Linked DNA regions of Rattus norvegicus: region 1 is linked to region 2. The links are chromatin contacts, called in public Hi-C maps. All regions are on one chromosome and are shown on one strand. The core of a region is the stretch at or near the end of the contact, and the rest is flanking DNA. Distances in the headings are between cores, read along the strand shown.

The links. Hi-C and Micro-C count contacts between places; a contact is called where the count stands out from the background.
Region 1: a contact with region 2 is called in a Hi-C map of psoas muscle, with 1.6 times the contacts expected there. The contact joins two enhancer-like sites. A contact is called at or near these places in 9 of 12 Hi-C or Micro-C datasets (the A7r5 cell line, Schwann cells, hepatocytes and 4 more).

What each region holds. Positions count from the first base shown.
Region 1 is chr15:11,564,334-11,571,204 of GRCr8, reverse strand. No RefSeq gene overlaps it. Among named protein-coding and RNA genes, the nearest start is that of Top2b, 25 kb to the right of the region's middle. Within about 2 kb of position 1,649, at least 50 of the 93 cell types and tissues checked have an H3K27ac peak or open chromatin away from gene starts, as enhancers often do.
Region 2 is chr15:11,526,007-11,532,629 of GRCr8, reverse strand. All of the region lies in intron 1 of Top2b (DNA topoisomerase II beta), which reads left to right. Among named protein-coding and RNA genes, the nearest start is that of Top2b, 13 kb to the left of the region's middle. Within about 2 kb of position 4,414, at least 2 of the 93 cell types and tissues checked have an H3K27ac peak or open chromatin away from gene starts, as enhancers often do.

The DNA of each region.
Region 1 (6,871 bases), core at 400-2,899, 41 kb before region 2:
CACCCTCCCCTACCAGCACCACACACGATCAGTGCGTCTGTGCAAGGATTTCAAGTGTCCCCTCTGTGTCCCAATGGGGCTACTTGGCCACCCAGAGCTGAGTAGTGCTGCCTGCTGTGCCGGGGAAGAGGAGGCATTCAGTTCTTCATCATTCGGCAAGAGGCCTTTTGTGTAGGGATACGGGTTCTCTTCCTGCCCACCAGGACCTCCCAGAAGTTTCTACATCTAGAGGGACTTCTTCGACACCAGGGAAGGGTGGCCTCTGAGATTCCCCTAGAACGTTAGGTTTGCTCACACACAGCCGTTTTGGTTGATGGCATCCTAGTTGACTACTGACAGGAGCGATGGCACCCTGGTATCCTCCGTGCAGCAGATGTTAAAGCATCGTTCCAGGGTTTAGTGATGGTCCGTGAGGTTGCTGTCTTGAAAGAGGCCATGGACCAAGCTTTGCAGCTTAGGTCTGGGAGAGTCCAGCACCACCGAAACAGCACTCAGGCTGGGCATTGAGAACGTGGTGGCGGTAGACGCTGGGGTGCTGCAGGGCAGACCCTGGGGTGCTGCAGGGCAGACGCTGGGGTGCTGCAGGGCAGACGCTGGGGTGCTGCAGGGCAGACGCTGGGGTACTGCAGGTCCACGGGGCTGCCTTTGTGCCCTACACTAGCCAATCTTCAGTCTCTCCTTCCGACCTGACCTCATCTCGTGGCTACCTTTCGCAATGTAATAGCTTAGACCACGAGTTTTCGCCGAAGCCAAAGCTTAGGAGGTCGTCAGAGAGCGTCCGTCAGGCAGCTACTGCCTTACTGCAACCTCTGACCTTCTAGCCCTGTAAATGGACTTGAAAAGGGCTTTGATTCGTGACTTTGTTTTGTTCTCTAACAGTGAAAATTTTGCGAACCGGTTTCCACATTTGAACACGTATTTGCTTTACCTGAGTCTGTGTTCCTGGGCCATAGTAACTCATATCTGGCTCCAGAGTGGACTCTTTTGTCCCTTATGAGATGAGAACCGCGTTTTACTCTGGCGATGTCAACTGGTGCTTAGGGTTCAGGCACAGCAAGCACTCCTCCCTCCCTTCTCCCCTTGTAGGGTATCACAGTGCTTTAAGAACAGAGCCTTGGGCTGGACGTGGTGATATGACCCATGAAATCTCAGCAATCTGGAGGCTGAGGCAGGAGGATTGCCACAAATTCAAGACCAGCCTTACTACAATATGAGATTTTTATCAACGGAGGAGGAGAAATGGGAGGGGGGTAAGAAGGGGAGAAGAATAGGGGGAGGGGAAGGGAAGAGGAGAAGGAAAGAACAGAGCCTACAAACACAAAATGAAGTTGAGGTTTTAAGAACTCGGACCATGAACGAGTTTTATTACTTTTCTTCAAACCTTGATAAATCACTGGGTTTCTCTCCCAATAGCCAAGCAGCTAATAGCTTTGTGGAACAGCTCGCTCCAAAGGGAAGTTCGCATTAGTTGGAGCACTTCATTCAACCTCAGGGATTTACAGACAGGGCCGCGCTCCAGTTGGCCTTAGTTTTTCTGACGTCCTTTATTGGCCTCATAAAAACTCGCTTGGATATGAATCTTCCCGGAGCTCAATTCCGCTCTGTTTTGCATTCCTGCTGGTCCCCGGGGAGTGCTCCAGCTTGGCGCTGGTCAGTCTGGCGTGCAGCTGGAAGAGGAATGTGGCTTATGGGAGGAGGGGCTTGTCTGCTGGCTGGCTGGCTGGCTGGCTGGCTGGCTGGCTGGCTGGCTGGCTGGCTGGCTGAAGCCTGTGTCTCAGGCTACCTAGGGTTTTGTATGAGTCTGGAGTTTAACGTGCTCCTTAGGAGTTCTCGGGAGAGTCCCCGGGAGCTGACTTTGTGGGGTGCTTGCGTTGTTCAGTTCGGAGCGAGTTACAGGGACAACGCATTTCGGAAACACCTTCTACCTTTTCCCTCCCCCTTCGTTGTTCTCGCCTCCAGTGGGAGTTTTACTTTCGTTGAAGAATGTACACTTCCATTTTAGTTAATGCGTCTGCCAGACCTCAGCCTAGACTCACAAATCTTCCAGAGTCCCTTGGCCCCGTGCTGCCTGCCAGTCAACCGGTTGCTGTAGGAAGCCCAGGGGGGCCTCTCTCCTGCCCTCTGCTTCCCTTTGTCAGCTGGAAGCCTTCTCTTTGCCTGAGTTACCAGCTGGCCCTCCCCACCTTCTCAACAACCCCTACCCTTAATTCCAGCTCCTCCCATTTAGTGGAATCCCGCGTGCCGTCGCCCCGCCCCCCTTTGGGGTGTGTGTGTGTGTGAAATTTGTCTAAGTCTTTTCTCAACTCTGTTTCTGTGTGCGGTCAAGGACCAGATTCCTTGCTGTGGGAACTCGAAACGGAAGAACTGGCAAGCCAGTCTACTGTATCTTCCTAGAGTCCATGTTCCCAGGGCCCAGAGCAGCCAAGGTTGCAGGAAGCTTCCCAGTGCCTTGTGCCTTGGCCAGCAGCGGCTTCTGGCTCTCCCCAGCGGGATGCAGAAGACAAAGTTTCAGGATGGAACACACACCTTCACTATTAGGCAACATTAAGATTCCAGCCATCGGCTGGCTGCCGCGGACAAAGAAGAGTTCTTCAGGTAGATAATGCCTGGGTGTGCTATTTTCTTTATATGCACCGAGTTGTTTTAAAGTTTCCAGAATAACCAGTTTCCCTGGAGAATGCACAGGCCCAAACTTCCCAAAGCTTCTATCTCATGCCACACACACTAGGTGAGCAATTCCAGTTACTAATTAAGGTATTAATTATCCGGAATGTATACCTGTGGGGAGGAGCCGCTAAGAAATCACTGATTTCCCTTGCAACTGATATAAAATGAATGTCCAAATAAGACCCTGACGTTTAGGTGGTGAAGCAGGAAGTGGAATTGGGCCTTCCGGCTGGGGAACAAGCTTTGCCCACTCCAGGACTCACACTTCTGCACGGGCCTCAGCCTGCGCCTTGGATGTGAAACACACATAGCCCAGACCTGGTCAGCTTGCAAGCCTCGCCACTCCCTTTATAAAATGACCGCTCTGGTGTGGTTTTGCCCTCCTATGAGTTGTCAGAAAGCCTGCTGCAACCTGGGAGAGAGAAGACTCCTGGCCCACAAGCCATGGCAAAATTTACCTTAAGACCTCTGTCACTTGGATTCTAGAAAAAATTTAAATATTGCCATTATTTTCTACATTTGGAAATTTCATTTTAAAACTACAATTATACTATATATACTGCCAGCAATTGTCCTTGAGAATAGTAGTTCTGGGCTAGCATAGTGGTGCAGGATGAGTAGGATTCACCTTCAAGGCCAGCCTGGGCAAAAACGAAAACGACAAAACAAAAGTAGAATATAAAAATTGCCGTAGAAAACTACTATTGCCATTAAGCTCCATTTAAAAATAATTATTTAAAGGTAATGGAAGTTGCCAGGGTTCCAGGAAGGAAGGACCTGTGGGTGAGCTGGGGACATAAGCTGGAGCATCAAGTCAGAGCGTGTTCCTTGTTCAAAACTCAAGTGCTCTATTATTAGCTGTAACGCCAGTTCCTCAGAGGATGCTGGCACCTTTACTTGGCATCCGCTGCCTCCCAGGCCTCACCCTTCACCATCTCTGTTACTCTGAATTACTCCCCATGCTTCTGGGACCATGACTGAAGCCCCACGCCCTGGCCTTGCTTGCTTTTTCCATATTCTGGAACACCTAGTCTTACCCGCCCCCAACACACACACACACACACACACACACACACACACACACACACACACACACACTAAGCCTCCCTCTCCTTCAGGTCTGTACTCAAGGGGCAACTTTCAAAGAGGGAGCTTTTCTTACTCCCTCTCACGGCCCCAGTACTCGCCCTGCTAACTATTTGTTAGCCATTGTCTCACCCTTGCCCCCAGAGGTAGGCATACATTCCTGTGTCCAGCCCCAGCAGCTGGAGCAGCTCAGTACACAGTGTACTTGGCCTGGGACTTGTGGCAATGAGAGAAGCTGTGTGCCAGCTCCTTGGCCATGTGGGGGGTACCCAAGAGGCTGGGCAGGGACTGGGGTCAGCTGTGGGGGTACCCATGAGGTTGGGCAGGAGCTGGGGCTCAGCTAAATCTACCATAAAAATAGAGGAGTTCAGGGACCCAGGAGGTAATGGCAGCCTTGACATGTAGAGGAAATGAGCTTGTGAAGGAGATGTGGGAAGAACATGAGGTTAAGAAAGCGCCCTGATGTGATCTACAGAGAAGATCCCGGGGTTGGGGATTTAGCTCAGTGGTAGAGCGCTTGCCTAGGAAGCGCAAGGCCCTGGGTTCGGTCCCCAGCTCCGGAAAAAAAAAAGAACACCCCCCCCAAAAAAAGAAGATCCCATTGACAGAGCCAGTGTCAGAGTCCCCGGAATGCTGACACAGAACCCCAGGAGGTTGACTGAATCAGGGAGAGAAAGTGAGAGCAGACGTGGTCCAGAGGGCAGAATTGGTGGAGGCCCTAGTGTTGGTGTATTCAAATGAAAAGGATATTACAGAATTTCCAGGTGAAACAAAAGCTTGAGACAGGTAGTGGGGGATCAACATAGACTTGTGGGTCAGAGAAAGCCATGTTGCTGAGAATCAGGGACTGAGTGGATATGGCTAAAAGAAACTATGGACCGCCCTGCTGGAGGTTCTTGATGGCTCTAAATGTATTTAATTTTTCCAGAAAAAAAAAAGGCAGGGTTATTAGTTGAAGAGATAGGATGCAAAAATGAACTTCCAAACAAGGGGCCGTTGGCAGATAAGACCAGTCAAGGCTATTCTGTAAAGCATATCATATGCTCCCCATGGCCAGACCTCAGGCCATGGGACAGGTGCCTCCTGCTGCACTTGGAGACCCTTGGTCCTTTGTGTTTGATGTTAAGGTCACCTGGTCTCAACCTGCAGGGGCGACACCTGCAAAACTGGCCAATGCTGGGTTCCCATTGCAGACCTGGACTGCTGTCCATCTGACTGTCCATCCTTCCTCCCGGTTCCTAGGCACACTGATGCTGAGTTCTTTGCTGTTTTACTGAAGACTTGGGATGGAGTCATACCCAGAGTGCTACCAGCTGTGCAGTTTTAAAAGGGAAAGGCGGGAAGGAGGAGGGAGGCTGAGAGGAGTGGGGGCAAGGCTCTCAGCCTGAGCAGGATGGAGACAGTGTAAGGATCAGGTAAGTCCAAGTTATCAGAGCTGCTTGACAGAGACAGATCCACAGATCGAATGGAGCTCGTTTGTAGGGGTCCTGCTAGAAACATCCACAAGAAATTAGAAGACAGTGAACTTGGTGTTTATTTCTCTTGAACCCACAGGAAAGGGGTGCATTGAAACTCTTCTATCCCCTTTCCTTTCAACTTCAATAGATCTTTCTGTCATCTTTGCACTGGATGTGAACTTTCCACAGGGTGGAGCTTTTGTGCTGAGCTTTAGACAGCGTCACTCACACAGGAAGCTGAGCCCAGCCACACACCGAAGCGCATCAGCAAAGGCCATAGTGATAGTCCTCGGCAAGGCAAAGGAAGCCTTTCACCTTTCAGACGTTTTCCCCTCGACTCCGATAGCCCCGCTCTCTTAGAAGCAACCCTGTTATGATGGGCTCCGATTAGACAGCATCCTAGAGACACACCTGTGCCACTCACTAATTATGCCTCTGTGGATTGCTGTGGACAACCTTCGGAAAGTGGCTCTGTGATAGGGTGGTGGGCAGATGGGAGTGAGACTCTATTCAGAGAGCAATGAGAGCAGAGACTTATGTTCCGTTACCAATATTGAGACCGCACCCTAGGGCCTAATGCAGACCTAGTGCATACCAAGTCTTATTAGAACACCTAGCAACATGCTCGCTGACCACTGGATGAGTGAGTGCTCAAACTCCAGGCACTCTGAAAAGTCAAACAAAAATAATTAAATGTCTTCCCCCCAATCCCTCAAAAGGTTTTCAGAGTTTTTAAATTTAGGAATAATTGAAAAATTAATTTTCATTTAATGTTAATTCTAGCTCTGTCTTTAATATATATATATGTGTGTGTATGTTTATGTGTATACATATATACCCTGAATATATATTTATTTAATATATGTTATATTTATATAAATAAGAATATTTTATTTAATATGTATTTTAAATAAATATTTACATACGTAAATGTAGGAATTTACTGCTATGAACAGATACCATGACCAAGGTAAGTCTTATAAATGACATTTAATTAGGGCTGGCTTACAGGTTCAGAGGTTCAGTCCATTATCATCAAGGTAGGAGCATGGCAGCATGGAGGCAGGCATGGTGCAGGAGGAGCTTCGAGTTCTGTATCTTCATCTGAAGGAAGTCAGGAACAGACTGAGCATCCTCAAGAAGCTAGGAGGAGGGTCTCCAAGCCCACCCCCACAGTGACACACTTCCTCCAACAAGGCCACACCTTCTAAGAGTGACACTCCCTGAAAGGAGCATATGCAAACCATCACAACATACATATTTAATAAGTACATATATATATACACATATACACACATACACACATACACACATAAACATACTCACACATACACACACATATATACACACAAACACACACATACACACATAAACACACAGACACACATACACACATAAACACACAAACACACATATACACATATACACACATGCACACAATACACACATACACACACATACACAATACACAATACACACACACATACATACATACATACATACATATACACATACATACACACATTCACACATTCATACATACACAGACATACACAATACACACATATATACACATATACATACATACACACATTCACACATTCACACACATGCATACACATACACACGCACACATGCACATAGACACATAAACACATACA
Region 2 (6,623 bases), core at 3,165-5,664:
GGCCTTTGAATTCCTGCACAGTTAAGCCTGGGAAATACTTCCTAGAAGCCCCCAAGTAAGCACAGCACTCTGGAGCCTGTGGTGGGTGGAGTTTTGCCAACAATTATTATTGTCCTAGCGTGTAAATTGCTTAGCTTCATTTGAACAGTTCTAATCTCTCTTCTTAACTGTTATGAGCTCTTGATCTTGCCAATGCTCTTTTTCTGGCCAAATCACATTTGTTTTTTGCTCTGCAAGGCTGGCTAATATTAATTTGCTAGCAACAACCATGCTACATCCCAAGTGTTTCTGCCTTTTTGAAAATTGCTCTGCTAAATTATTAGTCCATTAAATTCAGCCTCCTTCAGATTTCTAGGACACTGCAAAACATGCAGAAATTCTTTGCCAGTTGTAACAGAAATGATTACAATTTCCAATAGAGTCCTTGCACCTGAAACCTTGGTTTCACCCTTCACTGTCTACTTTTCTATTATCGTTCTGATCTTTTTGAACTTCCATTGGAAGTTTCTATAGCATTTTGGGATTTTTCTAGTTCACATATCAAGCCTCTTGCAATTTGCTTCCATAAATCAGTTCAAAAAGACTAAACCACGTTCAGGTTTAGACACAGCAGTGACTCTACTTCTTTGGTACCAGTTTCAGAGTGAGTGACTTTTGCATTGCTGTGACCAAATACCTGACAGAAACAACTTCAAAGAGGAGACTTATTTTGGTTCACAGTTTTAAGAAATTTCAGACTCTTGTAGCAGCAAGACTCACAGAGTATGTGGTAGAGTCAGAGCTGAGGTTAGCACCAATGGTAAGTGTAGCCGTCAGTGGCCTGCTTCTACTGCCCTATTTATGCAGTCCATAACCTCAAGGTTCTATATCCTCCCAAAATAATACCAGTAGCTTGAGAACAGTTTTTTGAAACATGAGCCTGTGTGAGATATTGCACATTTAAAACCATAAAAAGCATTTGCATATTTTGTTGATCTTAAAAAACAAAAACCACAACTCTTCCTTTCATTGACTTTAAGAACTTAAAAAAGAATCTTTCCTCTTAGATGTCAAAAATGACATGATTTATTGTACATGTGTTACACTTGGGTACAATTGAGGACAATCTAGTTTAGATTGCCTCAGGTCCCAGCAGAACAAACAGATCATTTTTAGTTACGAATAAGGAAGGTCTCTCGGAAGTGGTCTTGGCGATTAGCTACTTGTATGAGCACCTCAGCCACTGGCATTCCTCATTTCTGCTCCTGTAGCCAGCATGGGTACACTGTAAATGACTGGTTACCTAGCCTTTGGCTGACCTTTCTTCTCTGGAGCCTTAGGCAGTGCATTCAGTGTATATAGTGTATTTATTTGATAACATTTCTTAGTAAGCACCCCCTTTTCCCATTTCATTCTCCTGGCAAAGAAGCTTCTGTAAGGAAGGTGACAGTAAGGCCGAGAGACTTGAACTTATTTACTTCTGTCTGTTAACTTTAGATTTAGTTCTATGCATAGTTTCTTAGTGTATGCTATTGGTTCAACATCTTCATTTTAAACATTTAAATGTGGTACTGCTTTTTATTGATCCTATAAGTTTTGAAGTCTCTTTTTTCCTGCTTTTCTTTATCCCCATATATTTTCTAAATTATTTTGTGATTTCTTCTTTGATTCTTAAATAGTTTCCAAGTGTACTGTTTAATTTCCACTGTTTGTGGGTTTCTGTTCCCCTTTTATTTGTAGCTTCATTCTGTTATAGACAGAATGCATGTCTTCAATCTTCAGTGGTTGAGACTTATTTTATGGGCTAACATCTGGTTTGTGTCACAGAATGCTTCATGTGCACTTGAGAAGTATGTGCATTCAGCTGTTCTTGAGTGGAGTCTTCTGTAAATGACTATTGGGTTTGTCTTATACTTCAAGTCCTTTGTTTTCACATTGACTCTTGGTCTGGTTGTCCTATCCATGATTGAACATGGGGTGTAGGAATTTCTTATTATCACTATATTGCGCTCTCTCTCTCTCTCTCTCTCTCTCTCTCTCTCTCTCTCTCTCTCTCTCCCTCTCTCTCTCTCTCTCAAAGATTTATTTATTTCATGTATGTGTGTACACCGTTTCTGTCTTCAAACACACCAGAAGAGGCATCAGATCCTATTACAGATGGTTGTGAGCCACCATGTGGTTGCTGGAATTTGAACTCAGGACCTCTGGAAGAGCAGTCAGTGCTCTTAACCTCTGAGCTATTTCTCCAGCCATCTCTGTCTTTCTTTAGTTCTGTTGATGTTTGCTTTATTTATTTTGTACTCTAGTTAGATATATATCTATTTACAATACTGATATCTTTTTGGTAAATTGTCTTTGTTTTTTGTCACAGGTTTTGTTTAAACTTAGTCTGTTTGTGTAATGTATCTATGGTTGCCTACATTCTTTGGATCCTGCTTGCATCAAGTATGCTTCCCCACCATCTCTCCTGAAGCACATGTGACCTTAGAACTAAAGTGTGTCTCTGTGGGCACCATGTAGTTGGACTAGAAAAATCAAATTAGCTAGTATATGTTTTAACAGACATTAAGTTCATCAATATTTAAGGCAGTCATTGATATGAAAGGACTTACTGTTGAGTTTTCTTCATAGCTTGTAACTCTTTTATTTTTTCCTTCTTGCTGTCTTCATCTATGGAGTTATGCTTTCAGTTCCTTCTCAACTTACACTTTGTCAATATTTTCTTTATGGTTATCGCAGTAATTACATAGATCAGCTTAATGAGATAACATTCAATTTTAAATTAATTTTAACTTGACCAATTGCTTATAAAAAAAGCTGTATACATACTTATGTCTACCACAGCTTATTAAACTAGAGAGTTTTATTAGGTTATCAGCAATTACTCAAAAGACAGACTAGAGCAACAATAAGATGATATGTAAAGTACTTAGAATAAAACATGGCAAGAAACTATAGCACAAATTATGTTTTCTTTTTAGCATTCCATATTATTTCACCTAGGTTTATAACAATCTTTATACTGTTAAACATTATACCATATTTTAATGCATGTTCCTACATTACTATTGGGACCTCTGTATTTGCCTTCCCAGGAAGGCTTATCTTTTTATATAGCTTTGCGTCAGCCCAAGGGTTGTCATCAGTGACTCTGCTCAGCTTTTGCATACTTTCTTCTTTACAACCTAAAGATGCCCAAAGTTATTTTAACCTTAAAATGTTCGCAGGGCGTTTACCAGCTATCGAGGTTACTAGGTTTTAATGTGTTATCCCACTTCTGTTTTTGCCTGTATCTGTTGAGCAACTGTTGATAAACTGATAAAGCTCTCTGGTACAAGATAATTGTTTTCTTGTTAATTGACAGTTACTGCTGTCAGGATTCTCTCCCTTGTGACTTCTTTTCCTATCAGGTTGGGAATTGAACTCATTGCTTCCTGGATGGGCCTATGGCTTATCCATGACTTTGACACTTTGATTATATATCTTAGCAGAGGTTTCTTAGGTTTGTGCTTGCTTGACTGTGAGCTTCTTAAATTTGTCCATTTCTCTCCTCATATTTGGAAAGTTCTTCTCATTTTTATTTTCTCCTTTGAAACATTTTGTAACATATTCTATTTGACTGATGAGAACCCACAAGTGAGTCAAGTTCTTTTAATTTTTCTTAATTCTTTCTATTTTGGTTACTTTGTCTTTGAAATATTTTTCTTTGTAGTTTCTTTTTTTTTTTTCTTGTGGTTGGCCAAGTCTAGTCTTTTTATACTTTAAGTTATTCTTTAGTTTTAGCAATAATGCTTGAGTCTTTTCATTTGTTATCTGTTTATCTCATTTTGTTTATTGTTTTGTTGATTTTTCTGGTTTAGTTGTGCATCTATACAGTTCCTCGAGCTTCCTCTTATCTCCATTTCTCCCTTCCATTTATCTTTTCTTTACCATTATTTTTTCCTTTTCTTTCTCGCCTGTCTTTTCCTGTTCCCTCTCATCCTGTCCCTTCCTATTCTTTCCCTCCACTCTTGTCTTCTTTCATTAAGACAAGATCCCTAGCCTAATCTGAACTTTATAGCAGTTCTCCTGCTTTAACTTCTCAAGTGCTAGCTAGGATCACAGATGGGAGCATCCATTTCCTTAGGCAATCCACAGAAATTGAAATTTATCCTTTGGAATGCTTTTGTGCTTCTCCTTTGCTTTGTGTTGCTTTCTGTCAGGGTTAGCTCTTAACAGTCTGGTTCTAGTCAGGGTTAGCTCTTAACAGTCTGGTTCTAGTCTGGTTAGTTTCTCCAGCTATTTAGTCCATTTAGAGTCAGGAGACATGGCAAACCATTTCTAGGGTTGTAACTTCACTGGACTTGTTCACTGAAGAGCTTTGTCTGTATCTTTATTTAGGGAATAGTCTGGCAACTCTGCCCTACTGGGTCCTCTCACACATTCTGTAATATGCCATGGTACTAGAGCTCCACCTAATGTCTATCCCTAGAACTGCAGACTCTGGGTGCTGGACCAGATCATTCTGATTTCCTTTGTTCTCAGTTGAGCAACCGATGCCAGTGCTTGCTTAGATTCAAGACAGCAATCAGTCCTTGTGGTAGCTCCTCTACTTTTTCTTTAGCGGTCTACTCAGGGAAAGAAGTCGCATTTCCTCCCAGTTCTGCCTTGCTCAGAAGGCTCCTGGGCTTGGATGAGGTTTTGGGTTTTTTTACCCAAGGGACAGGACCTCTTAAGCAGTTTCTAGATTTCTTACAAGGATGAATGGTTCATATATTACAGTTTAGTCTGTGTTTCGGTGGGGAAGGGGTTTGAAGTTTCCTAATCTTCAATCTTGTTGACATTACACTATGTCTTCTGATTCTTAAGGTCTCATCTTAGCAAGGATGACAATTCTTTTAACTTGATAGGACTTTGGGAGATTCATATCTCTTTTTCTCTTATAGTCATTTGGGAGTAGGTAGAAGGGGAGGGTGAGGTGGTAACCATTGGTTAAGAAGGTGCAGGAATGTTGTTAAACTGTTGAAAATGTTTTGAGGCAGGGCTTTATCCCTGTTGTCTATCTCCAGATGCCAATTTACTTTAGCAAAAACTCCTAAAGCAACTTTTGAAATCTAAATTATGTAGACACTAACTTCAGGTTGAGTCAATCTTGAAAATATTTTATTTTGATGTTTGTTTTAGAGAAATAAACTTGATGGAAAGTTTTTTCCCTGGGTGCTTGTTATCGGTTTGCAGTCTTTGTGCCAACAATCATGTACTTTCAGACGTCTTTCTAAGCTATTGATAGACGGTTACCTTCCTTTAGTTGGTAGGTCGCACATTCTAAAGTAGTTAGAGAATGATTTTAGTCATTATGATCTTTGTTCTAACTATTCTGAACCTGCAGAGGTTATTACTCCTCTATTTGCTGTGGTAAAATACCTGAGGAAAAACTTGAAGAGGACAGAGATTAGAGTTGGAGGGTTCAGTTTAGTTGACCAGAACAGTTTGTTTATGTTGTGGACCACCCAAAACGGTAGCTGCAGCTGCATGAGAAGGTTCGCAGTTGGGAGAAGTTGCTTAAAATCTGGACAAAATGGGGTTACTTTGGGCAGTTTAGAGGGGAAGACAAGGCGTGAGAGTGGCTCTAACTAAGGGACCAGGACGTACTGTGAGCTGGTCATATTACATATTACATGTGCATTCAGGAAGCGTAGAGATATCTGCTGGTGATTTCCTTTTAGTCTATTGACTTTACATATGCTTTTCACAGTCAGGGCAGCTCTTTTCCATTTTTGTTAGACTGTTCTTAAGACATCCTCACAGATGCGCCCACAAGGCTTGTCTTCTAGGTAATCTTACATCCTATCAAACTGACAATCCCATCACAGGGCCCATTTTTAAAATAGTTTATTTCTATAAACATTGAAATAGCAGAGAACATTATTAGTAATTTGGGAACTGGTACTTTAAAAGTACAGTTTATCTTTCTGGCCATTTAGTTTATCATCAGACTCTTGACAAAAATAGAATATGAAAACCTTATGGAATAATTATTTTCTTTTGTACAAAACTATTTTTAAGTGAATTAGCACTATTCATGGATAAGTGTATAAATGAAAGAAAATATGACTATAGCAAAAATCAGTAAAATTTGTATTTGAAACATTAAGTGCTATATATAAACATATAAATATATATACATATAAATATACATATAGATATATATATATAAAATATTCAAGACCTTGAGAAATTACACTTAATATTTGAATTCCCTGAGGTTTTTCTGTTACAAGTCTTATTTTGATATTGTTCTTTAGATTACTTGGAAAGCATACATTTTTATTTTGCAACATATATAATGACATTTTAAAGATGTAATTTAAGACATGGTGTTATGTTTATGTTAAGAAACTGAAAATAGGCCATTCTAATTTCTTTTATTAATAAGATACCATATTAATCAGCATTGGGGAATCTAGAAGGAAGTGCTCTCTCTGTTGCTGTGAGGAATTTGATTTGGTTCTCAGCTGTTGTAGGAGTGGTTACCATTACCATGATACTTAGCTCTATATCCTTGGAACTGGCAGAGGAATGATTCTGCAGGTGCTTTTGTATCGGGTCATCCTGAACTGAAACTGACATGATCTACTAAGATGAGCAACTTGAGGACTTTATAA